Regions from separate parts of the Mus musculus genome. Here regions 1 and 3 are each linked to region 2. A link is a contact called in public promoter capture Hi-C data. All regions are on one chromosome and are shown on one strand. The core of a region is the stretch at or near the end of the contact, and the rest is flanking DNA. Distances in the headings are between cores, read along the strand shown. Region 1 holds the start of Smpd5 (sphingomyelin phosphodiesterase 5). Region 2 holds the start of Mapk15 (mitogen-activated protein kinase 15). Region 3 holds the start of Rhpn1 (rhophilin, Rho GTPase binding protein 1).

What was found. Capture Hi-C pulls out chosen DNA fragments and counts their contacts.
Region 1: a contact with region 2 is called in a promoter capture Hi-C map of pancreatic islet. The contact joins the promoter of Smpd5 here to the promoter of Mapk15 in region 2. A contact is called at or near these places in 1 of 484 Hi-C or Micro-C datasets (embryonic stem cells), 4 of 115 datasets of contacts at active chromatin or transcription factors (embryonic stem cells, memory CD8 T cells and pancreatic cancer cells) and 1 of 9 other capture datasets (pancreatic islet).
Region 3: a promoter capture Hi-C map of pancreatic islet shows a contact between it and region 2. The contact joins the promoter of Rhpn1 here to the promoter of Mapk15 in region 2. A contact is called at or near these places in 3 of 39 promoter capture datasets (embryonic stem cells, frontonasal cranial neural crest and neural stem cells), 2 of 484 Hi-C or Micro-C datasets (embryonic stem cells and uterus), 4 of 115 datasets of contacts at active chromatin or transcription factors (embryonic stem cells, microglia and pancreatic cancer cells) and 3 of 9 other capture datasets (adipose tissue, liver and pancreatic islet).

The regions. Positions count from the first base shown.
Region 1 is chr15:76,292,841-76,295,967 of GRCm38.p6, reverse strand. Smpd5 (sphingomyelin phosphodiesterase 5) reads right to left here and starts at 1,596. Exons shown (of 7, transcript NM_001195537.2): 1 at 677-1,596; 2 at 506-578; 3 at 144-284; 4 at 1-73. The coding sequence starts at 1,534.
Region 2 is chr15:75,991,992-75,995,384 of GRCm38.p6, reverse strand. It overlaps Mapk15 (mitogen-activated protein kinase 15), which reads right to left and starts at 1,616. Exons shown (of 14, transcript NM_177922.2): 1 at 1,457-1,616; 2 at 442-540; 3 at 284-313; 4 at 61-151. The coding sequence starts at 1,525.
Region 3 is chr15:75,703,016-75,706,074 of GRCm38.p6, reverse strand. It overlaps Rhpn1 (rhophilin, Rho GTPase binding protein 1), which reads right to left and starts at 1,787. Exons shown (of 15, transcript NM_001163465.1): 1 at 1,601-1,787. The coding sequence starts at 1,681.

The DNA of each region.
Region 1 (3,127 bases), core at 347-2,846, 300 kb before region 2:
TCCTGGCAAACGCCTAGCCGGCAGGGGTCCTGAAAGCAGCTGAAGAGTTTATGGCCCTGCTCCTTGGCATGATCTGTGGAGAAAAGCCGTTTCTCAGTGGGCAGAGCTGGGTCTCTTGGCTCCACCTCACCCCAGCTTCTTACCTTGGGAGCAGTTGTCAAAGTTTAGATCTCCCAGGAGGACGCTGAAGGCTACAGCCTCATCACTCTGCCGGTTCTCAGCCTCGAACTCTTCCACCCATTCCAGCAGCAGCGTTAGCTGTTTGCAGCGAATATGTCCATCCTCTGAGAGGAGAGATGAAGTTGGCTTAGCCCAGAGTAGGGATCTAAGACCTCACCCTGTGGGTCCTGATCTGTAAACCACCCAAGGCATTTCTTGGGATGTCTGGGGCAGAGAACATTGGGATGTGGGGACAGACGTGTTGGTAAGGTTAAGGGACCTACTGCCTTCGAAGGAGAGAAGAGGGGCTACCTACCCACATTTCAAACCCTCCTGCAGGGCTCACCAACGGGTGCATGCAAATGTGTACAATGAAGGTATCCCACGATGGGGTGCCCGTCCACGATGCCTAGCTGCGCCTGCAACACCACCCACAGTTCCAGGTCTTCTTGCTCTCCTGGTTAAATCTATTGCTTACGCTCTCCCCGCTAGGGCTCACTGCAGCCTGGGTTAGTACCTGGACTGATAGTAGACCTTTGGAGGCCATGGCGTCCTCGCGACGAGCGTTAGGAAAGCAACGGAAGGTGGCACGCAGCAACGGGTAGCGCGAGGCCAGTAGAAGCCCACTGCCCAGTACCTTGATGTACGGCCCAGCCATTAAGCCAAATGTGCCCACATCATATATCACCGGGCCCAGATTTGGTACCAAGACACGCACAAGACGACGAGCTGCGCGGAGGTCGAACACTTCCTGCAGACACACGAAGTCCAAGCCCATAGGTAATGTGGCCTTCAGCTCACCACCAGGCACCCTAGGCGGCGGCTGACTGCATTCGGAAACCCTATACTGTGACGATTGAAGGCTATCTAGCAGTGCGGCCCCTACAGCCTCGGCGCGCTGCAGGCTGTGCGACAGGTTGTTAAAATGAGCCAGCCCGTGGGGCAATAGGCACAGATTAGCAGTGAGAAAGACAAAGCAGCGCCGGCGCTCAGCAGGCGGATGCCAGGGCTGTGGCCACACCCAGCATGCCGGAGGGGGCTGATAGCAGAAGGGGCGGCGCCAGACCTGGAGGGGCAGCCAGAGCGCAAGGCCGACCAACGCTAAGGGTAGGCCGACCACCACCAGTGGTAGCAACACCCCACTTCCTGCCAGGACTTTGAACCACCCCAAGCTTTTGGATCGGACGCTTGGTGCCCAGCAGCCCAGCAACTGGTCCAGGGACCAGTAAGTCGGGAAAAGCAGCACGCGGGATAAACTGTAGAGGGCTTGCAGCACTGGGTTCGGGAAAGGTGAAGGCCTCAGGGCGTTGGGTGTCAGGGGCCAGTCCTCTTGGGGCACTGGGCTCCTTCGCCGCGAAATGTCAGGGAGACTCATTGGTTTCCAGCGGCGGCGGAGGTCAAGACCAGGTGGCACAACCTGTGCGCGCCGCTAGTAATGCCCGGACGTCCCGCGAGCCTGAGTGCTGGCCACTGGCCCCACCCACTCAGAACTTCTGTGGCGGTTGGAAACGAACAACAATTTAAAAAAAAAAAAAAACCCGTAAAAGAAATCCGAGCTTTACAGCCCTGCCCTATTTCCTCCTTGTACTTGCGGGGGTCCACTTAGTGCTTCGGAGAAAAACTTAGGGCCCTGCCTACTCTCCCCTCCCCCACCCCTCCAATACACTTTACAGCCTGACTACTCACAGCCAGGTAGGTTCACCACAGCCTCTCAATCCGGTGCCTGGCTTAGTGCAGAGACTCAGCACCGATGGCTTGCAGAGGCTGAGACTTCAAACCCGGGGAGGGACCGTTAGTTCTACACCTGAGGCAGCTTGCCCAGACAGGTAAAAGGAAATCCTCCATTCTATGAGCCCTGTAACAGACTTAAGTTCTTTTAATTCTGTGTTTTATTTTTGTTTGTTTTGTTTTGTTTCTCGGGGCAGGGTTTCTCTGTGACTCTGGCTGTCCTGGAACTTGCTCTGTAGACCAGGCTGGCCTCGAACTCACAGAGATCTGCCTGCCTCTGCCTCCGGATTGCTGGGATTAAAGACATGTACCAGCACCGCCCCTCTTGACTTTAGTTTCTTGACAATGATCCCTTGGGCTTTCACAGACTTTTCTTGGCTCCCCTTGGAAGTCTGACTCCTTAACTCCAGCTGTGAGCCAGCAAACACCCTGACATCGACCATCAGTGTCTCTTAAGTAACCCATCAGGTTTGTCTTGGCTGGCGATCTTCAGCCGGCTTGCCAGGATAGTCCTGGAGACTTTGGATGAAGGCAACTGTTGATGAGCTGGGCAGTCTGGGCAGAAGGCATTGAACTCTGCAGGGCAGGTGGGGGTGGGGGTGGGGGTGGGGCGAGGTATCCCAGCTGGAGAACCATGCCTCTTTCTAACCGGAAGTTGTATTGGTACTGATAGATTCCTGTTTGAATCCGCCCCCCCCCCCCCAAGGCTCTGCTGTTCCTTGACTGGCAAGAACTGGTTTTCTAAGTCCCTAGTTCTTTTATTCCTTTCTGCCTTGTCACTGCCCTAGCGCCTGCAACTTCAGGCAAGCCAGAAACTACTCCAGGCTTTTCCACACTGCCCTTCTCATGAACCAACCCCATTTTGGTCTCCACTCTTCTAGAAACACCACGATGTTTCCAATCTCAGCCTACCCATTGATTTCAATACCCCCCTCCCACAAGGGCCCCAATTTTTCCAACCCATGTTCCTTTTTTTTCATTTATTTATTCATTTTACATCCCCATAGATGCCCCCTGCTCCTGGTCCCCCCTCCCACAATCCCTCGCCCTATCCCCCCCAACCCATGTTTTTCATTCTCTGGTCAGCTCTGGTCCCCCATGCTTAGACAGAACCCATCCTTTTCTCAGACCTTGGGCATCTTCACAAGGGGCTGCCATCTCCCAGGCTCCCTTGCCCAGGTTTGGATGAGGTGGCATCTGGCTCTCTTACCTCTACTGTCCTGCCCCAAGGCCCTGAGGC
Region 2 (3,393 bases), core at 367-2,866:
CATAAGGAGGGAACCAGGCCACTCAAGTAAAGGCTGGGGTCTGGCCAAGGCCTCACTCACCCATGGACTCAAACACCAGGTAAATATCCCTGTCATTCTTCGCTGGGATTACATCAAGCAGGCGGATGATGTTGGGATGGCCTCCAAACTCCTAGGAAGATAGACTGTTGCTGTGGGGGGAGCCGGGGCTGTGTTCTGGGCCACTGGGGCCACTTCTCCCCTGTCTGTGGGGGCCTACACCCGGGGAAGGGGACGTGGTGGGAGGATGGCCTGGGTCACCTACCTTGAGAAGCATAATCTCACGGAAGGTCCTCTGTAAGAAACAGAAATGCCCAGCAGGGCTGACCCAGAAACACCAGGAATCCTGCCATGACGGGCCCGCCCACCCCACTCCACCCCACCCCACCCCACACTCCCCATACTTCCTTCCTGCTCCATTACCTGAGCATCTATCTGGTCCCTAAAGGCATCAAAGATTTTCTTGATGGCCACAACCTCGCCAGTCCTCCGGTCCATGGCCTTCCACACAATGCCATAGGCCTGGGGAACACATGGATCAGCTTGCTGAACATGGGCCCTCTACTCCACATGCATCTATATTCCAGCCAGCCCCAGCCAGCTCTGGATACTGGGAGGGGTCAGAGTGCAACAGGTCTGGAGTGAAAGAGCCAACAACTAATTGTATCACGTTGTGGAGTGGGAAAGGGGATGAGAGCGAGAGAGGTCCCTATGTGGGTGTGAAGACTACTGGGCAGGACCATCTATCTCTAGAATGACCTTTAACCCTGCCAGCTCCCCACACATTCTCCTTCCTCCCATCTATGCCGTGCACTGGCCCAAGCTCCCAGCCTCGCTTAGAGGTTGGCTCTCTACTCTCTCGGCCACTCCTACCCATTACCAGTACGGAGCTTCACCAGAGAAAACAGGACTAGCTTTGTAAAGTATTAACTAGTGCTACAGCTCACCAATTAAAGTCAGAGTTTTGAAGGTTCCCCAGATCCCTTCTACACAATGGGAACCACTCCCAACTCCTCCTGGCTCTGTGCATAAAAATGTAGCGTCTCCAACAGCCAACCGGTCTTTGTTTCAGGGCCTTTGCGATTGCTGTCTGCTTGCTGCTCTCCATGATACACAGAAAACGCACGCACAATTACACACATTCACACATATAACCCCATATGCCCAGTTACAATCACGAATACACCCATGCTCACAATTCCTGCTCTGATTCTATGTACCCGCTCAGACCTTCCTGAGCCTGCCTTTCAGGGCGAGGTTCTCGAGTGCCACCTGAAAACATTGTTTATGAAAACAGGGGGACAGGAGTTTCGGAGGAAGCAGGATACGAGCCCAGGAGTCAGCGTCCGGTGTCAGGAAAACTAGACTTTGAGAGAGCTGACCAGACCCAAAAGTGACTGCAGTGCCCCCTCATATGACGGGACGTCCCCGCACTCACCCCCTTCCCAAGCCTCCGCTTGATCAGGTATCTCTGGGCTACATGACGGTCCACCTCGGCAGCACACATGGCGAGAGGCAGGCGCTGGCTCTAGGGGTCCACCGATTCTTTCTCTGGAGCTGGACCTGTTGATCCGTTGGCTTGGGAACCAGCAGCCGCGATGCTCCTCCCTTGCGCCTGCGCCAATGGGCGGGGTCTGCAGCCAGCCCCACCTCTCCACTCGGTTTCTCCTAGTCAGTGCTGCACGCGCGGGGTGGAGGTTGAGCTAGGAAGGCAGCTCTGCCAGCCCCTGGGTTGTGCACGTCCAAGGGTACAAGGAGGTACTGAGTATTGGGGATTCAGAGCCAGGCTCTCTCAGGAGCGAAGCTGTTGGATGCAAGAGTGGATGGAAAGTTGGCAAGATCAGGGTGTGGGGGGTGCCCTAGACCCTGGTGGAAGAGCAATAGAGCACTAGACCCTGAGAAAGTGAGCCCAGCGCTTTGAGGCTCTAGGCCTGCTTGGCAGGGGAGTTGAATGGAGCCCAAAAGCATGGACACCACCCAGAGGACAAAAACACTGGGCACATTGATGAGAGGGAGGAGGTTGCAAGGGGCCAGGAGGTCGCGGATTATCTTGAGTACAAGAGCAGGGAGCACAGTGCTCGGAACTGGATCCTTTTGCCTTTGTTAGGATATGGGGAGGATGGCAAGCCTGGGCTGACCAGAGAGACCCAGAATGCAAGGCATGTGGCTCAGTGGCAGAGTGCTTGCTTAGCATGCGCGAAGACCAGAGTCCCATCCATAGCACCCCCAACAAAACGAAAGATGGAAGATGCCGGTTATGCATCCTGCAGGTTCCTATGCCTCAGTTTCCTTAAGAAAACTGGGTGACACCCAGGGACCTCATCCCTGAAGGCAGGTAACCACCAGGGCCTCCTACCCCCACCCCGGAAGCCACAGGGAGAGTGATCCCTATGCTTCTCCTGTCAGTCACCTACTTTTAGGACCCTCTCTTGTTTCCACCGGATGCTCTGGGGAGGCCTGGCCCACGGCAGTCACTGAGAGTGAAGGACCATTCCATGACTCAGCGACTTAGCGTCACCTAAGCAGGGTCCACTAAGCCTGAGTGGAGTGGTACATAGAATAAGGGCAGGAATTACGTGAGCCTGGGGGTATATGAGTTAATTTTGTTGTTGTTGTTTGTTTTGGTTTGGTTTGTTTTTTGGTTTTTCAAGACAGGGTTTCTCTGTATAGCTCTGGCTGTCCTGGAACTCACTCTGTAGACCAGGCTGACCTCGAACTCAGAAATCTGCCTGTCTTCTGCCTCCCAAGTGCTGGGATTAAAGGTGTGCAGCACTGCTCGGCTAATTTTGTGTGTATTAGAGAGCTTAGGCGTTGGAGGGAGCAGGTAACACAGGATGTATTGGACTAGAATGCCACCTGAGGCACAGAAGAGAAGCAGGAAGAGCTCTGGGCTCTCACGTTCACTGTCAGAGGGCCAGCATGCCCAGGGACCAGCCCTTTTAGCAAGGTTTAAATCTGTTGTAGACACTTGGGAGGCAGAGGCAGGCAGATTTCTGAGTTCGAGGCCAGCCTGGTCTACAGCGTGAGTTCCAGGACAGCCAGGGCTATATAGAGAAACCCTGTCTCAAAACAAAACAAAACAAAAAATCTGTTGTAGATAAACATTTGTGTAAAATGTTTACACAAAATGTGTATAATACAGTGAATATGAATTACCAAAAAAAATTTGCAAACTTCAAACTTACCAAAGAAAGCATCATCATTTCCTTATAGCTTATAGTGGGCTGGGCAGTTAAATCACCCTGTTCTGCCGCTTTTGAAAAAGTTTCTTAAGGCTGGAGAGATTGCTCAGTTGCACTGACCGCTCTTCTGCAGGATCCAGGTTCGATTCCTAGCGCCCACATGGCAGCTCAGTTACAACTGTCTGTGACTCTA
Region 3 (3,059 bases), core at 538-3,037, 290 kb after region 2:
GAGGCCAAGCCAGCTTCCTAACCTGTTTTGGTGGAAAGGCAAGATAAGCTGGGCTGGATGGATTCTGGAAGCTGATAGCCCACACCCAGTTTTCCACACTGGGCTGAAGGAAGTGCTCAGCAGGGAGGGCACAGGTGCTAAGTAACCATCTCTCTCTATCCCGGTATGATCTCCCCACCCTCTGGAAACAAAGGCCGTCTAACCATGGCTGACCTCCATGGTGGCTACTCTTGTCTAACTCTGGGAGAACTTGCCATCAGTACAGACATCGCAGCAGCAGTGGCCAAACCAGAACAGGGCCTGGCCACGACCAGGGAGGAAAGGCATGGGGGTCAGAGAAACAAAACCTCCCACTCAAAGACCCAGTGACCTGTACTGGGCTGGTCCTCAAGGATTAGCAAAAGGTGGGGGGCGGGGGGACACAGTTATCCCCACACAGGCCTGGGAATAGAAAGAAGGAACAGAGCAATCCTAAGCCTTCCCAGGCTTCTCTTACTGAGTCAGCTCAGGGTGGGGGAGTCCCACACTATCCACAGGGAGGCTGACCAATGCAACATGCACTTCCTCCACAGGGCACCTGAAAGGCATGGCCACCCTAGGAAGAAGAGTTCCTGGAGAACATGTTGCAGGCTGACTCCGTCTCCCTCCCTCCCTCCTTCCCTCTCTCCAATCTAACCCCTCCCCAGTTTGAGCTAGTCACTGTGGTATCAGGCATGCCTGGTTAGGATGGAGCCCTTGAGGGTTCTGTCCAAGTCCCAGTGCCTTCCTCTCTTCCTCTTCCTCTCCCTCTCCTCCCTCTCCTCCAGGAGACCTGATACACACACACACACACACACACACTGGATAGAATCAGCCAGCAACAAAGTACAATCTGACACCAGGAAGGAAGGTGGGCAAAGAGCCATGGGAACACCCGGGAGTGTTGTGACAGCAGCTTCTGCTTAGCAGCCCCTGGGGATGGGCAGGAGTACCCCAGAGCCTACACACATACTAAGAAACCCAAACACTCACTGACCCCTAGGAAATACCCAGACCGGAGAAGCAGAGAAGGTTAACATAATATCCCTTAGGCAAAGAGCAAACTAGTTTCCACTTCACCCCTGTGTTCCTGGAAGCCCAGGCACCCTCATCTCCAGACTCAGGAGCTTTGGAGGGGATGTATGTTGGGGAAAAGTAGTCAGGCTTCCCCGTGAAGTTCCGAAGGTTTTTGCTGTCTGCTGTCACAATCTAACCACTAATGGACACTGACTCCTACAGCGGGGCACGCAGAAGACACTGTTAGAGAAGGAGGCTTTCTAGACGTCAGAAAAAAACACGTGCTTGCTTGTGGAGGTGAGGGAGTGGGGGTTGTCACCCATCAGAACCAACTTCTTGGTTCTGAGACCCAAGGGGTTCTCTAGCTTCAGGGGAACCATCTAGACCGTGACTGCTCCAGTGTTACTCCCATCGGGCTGGAACACCGGCTCTGGTCTCTCCTTGGGACCTCAGTATCCCCACCTGGCATTCAGGGGAGCGGGTCCCAGGAAGGAAAGGCCGGGAAGGCCGCACTGCACAGCGCGGGGCAGGAGGCTGAAGACCCATATCCCTGCTCAGCCCCCACCTTGCGGATGCTGCCGTCGTCCTGCGGCCGAGAGCTTTCCTCGCCAGTGCCCTGGCCATCTGGCCTCTCCTCAAGGATCATCGCTGCTCGCTCGGACGCTGACTCCGAGAGGCTGCGAGCAGCAGGCCCCTCGCGCTCCAGGGAGGATCAGCCGCGCTGCTCCGACTGTCCCCCTCCTGGAGGGTCCGACTGACCGGTGCGGCAGAGCGCGGGCCCCGCCTGCAAAACTTGATGTTGTCCAATCAGAGGTGAGGGCTACTCCGATGGATAGAAACTACTACCAACCAGAGTGAGAGAAAGGCGGGCTCCAGGTAAGGGATCTGGTAACTCTTAGCAACCAGGGCCGCTCGCCGATCAGGGTACGCATGCGCAACGCTAGGTGTTAGGCGTGCGGAGAAAGTTAGGAAAAGACAAGCAGAACTGGGGGCGGCGACCAAGAGCCGCTGCAGCCTCTGCAGGGACTTCAAGGCTTTATCTCGTCACCCCGGCAACGGGACCCTCCAGGATTGCTCCAAAAATGTTTACAATGGGGTTTTTTAAACGGTTTGTTAGAGACAAGTGCTTGTGCTGATTCTAAAACAATGCCTGCTTTCTTCCCGGCACTAAGAGGCAAAGCGCCGCTGCGGTCCCCTTGCTTCCAGAACCGCCCCCAGAAACCTCGCCTCCGGGACCTGGTTATGCATTTTGTTTCCAGAGCCTACATTCTCCTTGACCTCCTTGTGCTTCCAGAACCGGATCGCCTTCCAGAACCCGAATTGGTTTTAAGAATTGGACTTTTTCCAGAACTCGAGCTCCTTGCAGGGCTTACTCCGAAGCACTTCTCAAATTCATGTGGGCTGGCTCACACTAGATGAGCTGAGAACACAGCCTAGAAATGAGTGGCTAGCCCTTTGTCAAGCTGCTCCAAAGGTCAGCCTCCTCCACGCTGCCCGCCACCCTGGTCACTGCTTGCCCTGACTGAGTCAGCGACTCAGTCTCTACGCCCCATCCCCCTCACACACACCTGGCTCTGTCATCCCCAGATCTAAATTTGCTCGGCTAAGCTCTTGGATGTCCCTGGACAGTGGGCCCCCGCCAGAAATGCTTCTCTCATCTGCCCCGCTAGCCTCTCCAAACTTCCTGGCATTTTTGATCCCAGGGCAGCATTGTCCCCTCCCCTCCCCTCCCCTCCCCTCCCCTCCCCTCCCCTCCCCTCCCCTCCCCTCCCCTCCCCTCCCCTCCCCTCCCCTCCCCTCCCCTCCTTTCTTTCCTTTTCTTTCCTCTAGTATCTTCCTGTGGAGTGTCACCTAATTTCACTTCTTCCTCCACTGACATCCTCATGAGCAGCCTCCTCCATCTCCGGGCTCTTATGCTGCCTAGGTGTGGTCATCACCTTAGAACTAAACAGAGACCACATGTGCTGTCACCTAGCACAGCTGTCACCCTCCTGCATAGGCACCCCTGAATTCAGACTTCTGTG